2 separate regions of the Columba livia genome follow, and region 2 is linked to region 1. A link is a contact called in public Hi-C data. All regions are on one chromosome and are shown on one strand. The core of a region is the stretch at or near the end of the contact, and the rest is flanking DNA. Distances in the headings are between cores, read along the strand shown.

Region 1 (2,700 bases), core at 84-2,583:
AGAAAAAAGATTAAGACAAGTTGGAAGAATATGACTATGAAACAAAACATGAAAAGATTAGTTTTGTGTGTGTATGAGTGAGCAAGTGATGAGGCCAGTATATGAGAAAAAATGAAAATATGGAAGCAAAATAGCTCTGCACATGTGTGCATGTGGATACACGAGTGGTGGCAAAAGAAACCAAGGAGTCAGAGCAAGAGAGGCTTCATGCCACACAAACCAGCTCATGTTTGCAGCTGGCGGAGAGTGACAGTTCATTGTAAAACCTTGCCTGCTCTCACAGCACAGCTACACACACACCTGGGAGGCTTTCTACAAAACTGCCAGACCTAGCACCACTTCCCGATGAGTACCCAGCCCTGGAGTTCTCATTTGGAGTTCACTGACATCACCAGGAGCCATCATGTCGGTGTTGATGGCATTTTTGCACACATGCAATTATGATTATAAGCAATCAGAAGGAAGAGGGGCACCCGGGATTTCAAGAAGAGGATCTTCTTTCCCAGACTCTGAAGGAGAAACATTTTCAATACATATCTTTTTAATGATGTTACTCGCATCCTCAGCGTTTCCCAAGCCCAGGCAGTCGGGGATCCCCTGCACACCCCCCCACATTGCCCCGCTCCCCCTGTCAGCCTTGGGGAAATGCTTCCCGGGAAGCTGCGGGGGACGCCTGGACCCGAGCGCTGCCCGATCTACCGGGCTGTTCCCGCCAGGTGGCACTGCAGGAGCGGCTGAGCGGGCGGCCGGGCCCGGGCACGGCCCCGAAACGGCCTCTGAACGGCCCCGAAGCGACTCCGGCCCCAGCGCTCCCGGCCGCGGGGGCGCCCCCAGCAGCAAGGCCCCCTCCTCTCCTCCTCCTCCTAACCATGCTGGCTGCTGGCATGAGACATCCAAGTCCCGTCTGCTGCCGTGGCGCGGTGATTCCCTAATTTCATTATTTCGCAGTTTCAGGAGGGCATGAGACGTGGGGCGAGGATGGAGCTCCCTCCCTGCATTGCCCTGCCCCATGCCCGTGGTGATCCGGGGCCGCACTCGGAGATAAGCCGGGTGCACGGGAAGCTCTCTCGCACCGTCGGTCCATCCTCCTCACAGCAGAAATATGGAGCAGCGGGATGCCGAGCTGGGAGAAAAAAAAAAAAAAAGGAGGATGAAATTTATGTTTTATCTTTTTTCCCCACCCCGCCCCCGGTTAAATATTTGGCAGAGGGAACAAACCAGACAGCCGGCTGTAAAAGGGGTGTGAACACAAGCACCGGAGCTTCGGGCCGACAGCCGAGCGAAGAGGCTCCTGCAGGTTCCCCGCTCCTCGAGGGGCAACGGGCAGGGACACCCCAAAGCTGCTCCGGGGCTGGCGAGCGATTCTTTGCAGAGTTTAATTTACCCGGGACACACGATAGTGAAGATAATGCAAAGCTGTCTGAAACGCAGATCAAACACACCAGTCAGAGCCTCCCGGCCCCAGCCTGAGAGTGTGGTGGTTCTCGGCCAGGCGGGACAGAGCCTGGAAAAGCCGAGGCCGGAGGGGGTTGTGTTCGGGTTGCGGGGGACGGGGCACACCGTGCCCGGTGTCCCACACCACACACGTCTTGTGCAAAGTGAAAGGAATGCGCGCAGAGCCTCATCCCTTTGCATCGTCTTTTTATACCGACACACATATATATATGTATTTGAATTATATAAATGTTTGAAAAATATACAGCTGTTTAGCGCTTTATCCGTATTACGTACGGAAGGAGCTATATCTAAAGGAGGTAATATACAGCTACGGAGGGGCTCTAGAGCTGTGCACATGGTATGGCTTTAACAGCAGAAATGCATGTATGTAAACACGGGTGCGGGTGCCGGGATCTTTACCGGCCGGGGCTGCCCGGGTGCCCTCACCGGTCCCCGCTCCGGGACGGTCCGGCTGCCCACGGACTCGGACAGCGGCTGTTGCAGTTGGGCTTAATTTTTCCCCCTCTATAATTTTTAAGAATATTGGAAAACATCTCCAGGGTCATTAAATAAAATATATACCGGTCCAAGCCGCCGCTTTTCCCGGGAGAAAATCCTTCGGGGTGCAAACCAAAGCCTCGCGTCCTCGGACCTAAACAGCCGCGTTTTCGTAGGGGTCATCCCTCGCTGCGCTCCCACGCGTGTTCCCTCCCGTGTTTCATCAGGGTGCTCTCCCGGGACAGATTATTCCTCCGCTTCTGGACAGGTTCCTGTTGAGAAATCATATTTAAAACAAAGCAATGAGCCACAAAACCACCAGCACCACGATGGTGCCGCTCTCGGGTTAACCCCCCCACTAATGACTGACGGCTGGTGCCACTGAGACAAATAAATACATCGTAAGGAGGGCAATGGGTCGCGAGTCGTTTTGGCCCTAAGGTGAGATTTAGCAATGACCGCCCATTAAAACAAGCTTTTCACTTTTCCTAGGGGTAGCCCCTACCCCCACCACCCGCTCCTGACCTGTCTTATATTTGTATTTAAGGTCTGAGTTGAGTTTTATTCCCTCTTTGTTTTTTAACTCGGACTCGGGAGAAATGGAAACCGGCTGAAATAGGACTCAGGACAGCGGCGGAGTTCAAAAGCGCCCCTCAAAAATCCACGGGGAAGGCCCCGAATGGACAGCATGGGAGAGCTGGAAAAAATAATTTTCAAGAAACCTATCAAAAATAAATGCGACAGCGCCGAGGAAAACTTGCACGG
Region 2 (2,848 bases), core at 51-2,550, 300 kb after region 1:
CCCTCATTCCCACAGTCCCAGGCCCGCTGTGCCGCAGTGCCGGGCGGTAACCCGAGGAGCCGTGACCAACGCGATGTCGGATTAGCATCGCTCCGCGACACCGTCAGCAGCATTTCGCCGGGCTCCTTAGGAGAACGTCCTGCTGTGATCCACAACAGGTCTTGTGTTCGGGAGACACGGAGATCTCATCCAGCAAACTGAAACGTGCTACAGTGAATTTTAGTGTTTCTGCCTGGAGGTCTCCCGGGGCTGCCCGAAATGGTATATTCTCTAGCAAGAGTAAAAGCCACCTGCGCCAGAGAGCCTGAGACCCACCTGTGACAAGCAAGAGTGACTGGGACCGGGCTGGAACCTCTAAGGCCACTTCTCAACTTCTCCACAGTTTGGCAAAGTACGAAATAACTTCATTTCACTGCCACAATTTGTCTAAAATGTGTTGGGTCACATATCAGTAACTCTTCAATACATTTTGCATTATTCATTGAGGCCTGATGCTCCAAAACCTTCTCACTTCGGGCTGTTTGATCTGCTCAGTGACAGACAAAGCATCAGGTACCAAAGCATGAACAGGTCAGCGAGCTGAAATGCACTGAAATATTCATAATATATTCATAAAACTCTGAATGTGAAAAAAATACTGAGCAGTGTATGACGGAACGCAGAATTATTTGCATTTTTCCTTGATGAATACCATAGTGCCAGACAAAAATGCTGCAACCCTTAGAAGTGAAATGGGCAGGGGAAATAATAAGAATGTAATTGGTTCCACTGGAACATGCCAAGAACGCAGGGCTTAACACCTCTTGTCTTCTAAAGTGGGTTTTGTACATGCTCAAATGTCAGAATCGTGGGTTTGCATCTCCTTGGGAAGTTAATGCTTAGATCAGCACAGCACTTGTTAAATCCAACACGGGCAATTCCTTCCCTTTTAACCAAAAGCTCAGGATGCCATCAGCTGCAACGCTCTGGTCACTTGCTGTAGGAACATTTTTCATAGCAAACCCACTGAGGAACTGCTAAACTGGCCCCTGCTTAGTCGGCAGAAGCCAACCACATCCAAGCCCAAGGTAATACACCTCCAAGCACACTTTGCTTACACCAAAAGAACAAAACACTCAGCTGTGCTGCGGCTCCTCCTCTGTTTTTCCCTCCCTCTGGCCTCCCACGTTATGGAGTAAAACAACAGAGCATCTGGCATTTACCGAGCATCAAATACTTCTCCGAGACCTCCTAGAACAAACAGGCCCTGGCTGCCTTCCCCAGAGCTGCTGATAGGTCTCCAGCATTGTGCAAGGGGTCAGACTTAGGAACTGTCAACAGCTTCCTAATGTATGCTCTTTCTCCGGGAAAGGGGGTCCCAGGTTTTATAGCCTAATAGATTCGTTAATCGGAACACACACAGGCTAGGAAAGCCACTGTTTGTTTTCTCTGACAAGTTTGGCATTTTCCTCCTGGGAGCCAGGAAGCTTTAAAGGCATAAGACTCTCCCACTTAGCTGGACAAGAAAACCAGTCTGGACAAACAGAGACATGTCATTGTGGCTGCTTAATTCTGAGCCAGAAGGTGCCATTTTAGAGAATTTACAACAACATCAATGTCAGGGGAAAGGAAATTAAATTCCCCTCCCTCTCCTACCCTGATGTCTCCATTTTCTCCAGGCTTCCACTCCGCACCCAAGGCCAGAGTTTGGCCCATCGCAGGCACAATACATGTGATTACACTGACGAGAACGCTGTTCGCTTCAGAAAGCAGTTCCAGAGGGAGACTGTCCTGTGCAACAGCCGCAATGTGCCCGCAAACCGCTTCTGTTCATTCATGACAGTGGTTTGAAACGCAGAAACACGGAATGGCACATCTAGTGAGTGAAACTTCTAAACGAAACTACACACCCCCCTCCAACTCAGCAGTTCTCAAACCGGGATGTAGGCTCTGCCATCAGTATAAGGACTTGCTATAAATAACTCACGTATAATCACAAAGGGGAATTCCAAATGTTTCCAAGGCTGCGTAGCCCATCCACTAAAAATAAAGTATCTCAAAAACTAGAAGCTGTCACAATTTATTACACTTTAATGGCTTGGATGAGACAAGAAAATTGTATTCTAGGTTTTTATGCCATCAAGAAGAAGAAAACAATTTCAGCCTCTTTTCCTCATGTCTTACTAAACAGTGAAACTTTCCTATGGAATCACTGCAGCATCAGGACTGAATCCTCCAGGTCTGAAGGGACCCCTCGCTGTGTCCCTGGCACAAACAAATATTACGGTCCCAGCTGAGCAATCCCCAGCCCACTGACTCCAGCACCTGAGTATTCACACTGGGGGGGGCGCCTTTAGTACTTTTCCTATTTCTTAAACTGTTTCTCTAAGCACCCGCTCTAAGGCACAGAGACAGGGACCTTCACTGTAACTCTGTCAGGTCCGACGGCCCAGTTCACGTGGGCACGTTCCCATCCTTCCTTCGTGCTGTTCCTCCATCCTTCCTCCCTTTGACTGGAACCCCATGGTCTCCACGATCTGTTCTGGCTCTAACGCTTCAGCTGTTCAAACACTGTGTGACCAACAAAGGCAAAGAAGCACTGAGTCCCACAGCAACACCTTGAAGGAAGAACATTCAACTCTCATTCTTTAGAATGGGAACTAGCTTTACCTTTGATTTTTAAGCCCACCACACCCCCCCGCTAAGTCGTACAGTCGTTTGTCCTGTCACTGGTTGAAGCAATGCTTATATCTTGCTGGAGTCAAAGCATGTCCCATTGAAGTCACAATGAAATGCTGTGCTTAAGTGCTTTGCTGAATCAGAGCCATCGTAACTATCCATTAGGCTTTGATCTGGTTAATGTTTGTCC

Evidence for each region. Hi-C and Micro-C count contacts between places; a contact is called where the count stands out from the background.
Region 2: a contact with region 1 is called in a Hi-C map of liver, with 8 times the contacts expected there. The contact joins two enhancer-like sites. A contact is called at or near these places in 2 of 2 Hi-C or Micro-C datasets (crop and liver).

Annotation. Positions count from the first base shown.
Region 1 is chr17:11,410,243-11,412,942 of bColLiv1.pat.W.v2, forward strand. It overlaps LOC110357216 (a long non-coding RNA gene), which reads right to left. Exons shown (of 4, transcript XR_002410749.2): 2 at 2,020-2,207; 3 at 1,219-1,420; 4 at 524-1,123. Among named protein-coding and RNA genes, the nearest start is that of TBX3, 20 kb to the right of the region's middle. Within about 2 kb of position 1,334, at least 1 of the 3 cell types and tissues checked has an H3K27ac peak away from gene starts, as active enhancers do.
Region 2 is chr17:11,714,216-11,717,063 of bColLiv1.pat.W.v2, forward strand. The region is part of intron 3 of LOC110359148 (a long non-coding RNA gene); the gene reads right to left. Among named protein-coding and RNA genes, the nearest start is that of TBX3, 280 kb to the left of the region's middle. Within about 2 kb of position 1,301, at least 1 of the 3 cell types and tissues checked has an H3K27ac peak away from gene starts, as active enhancers do.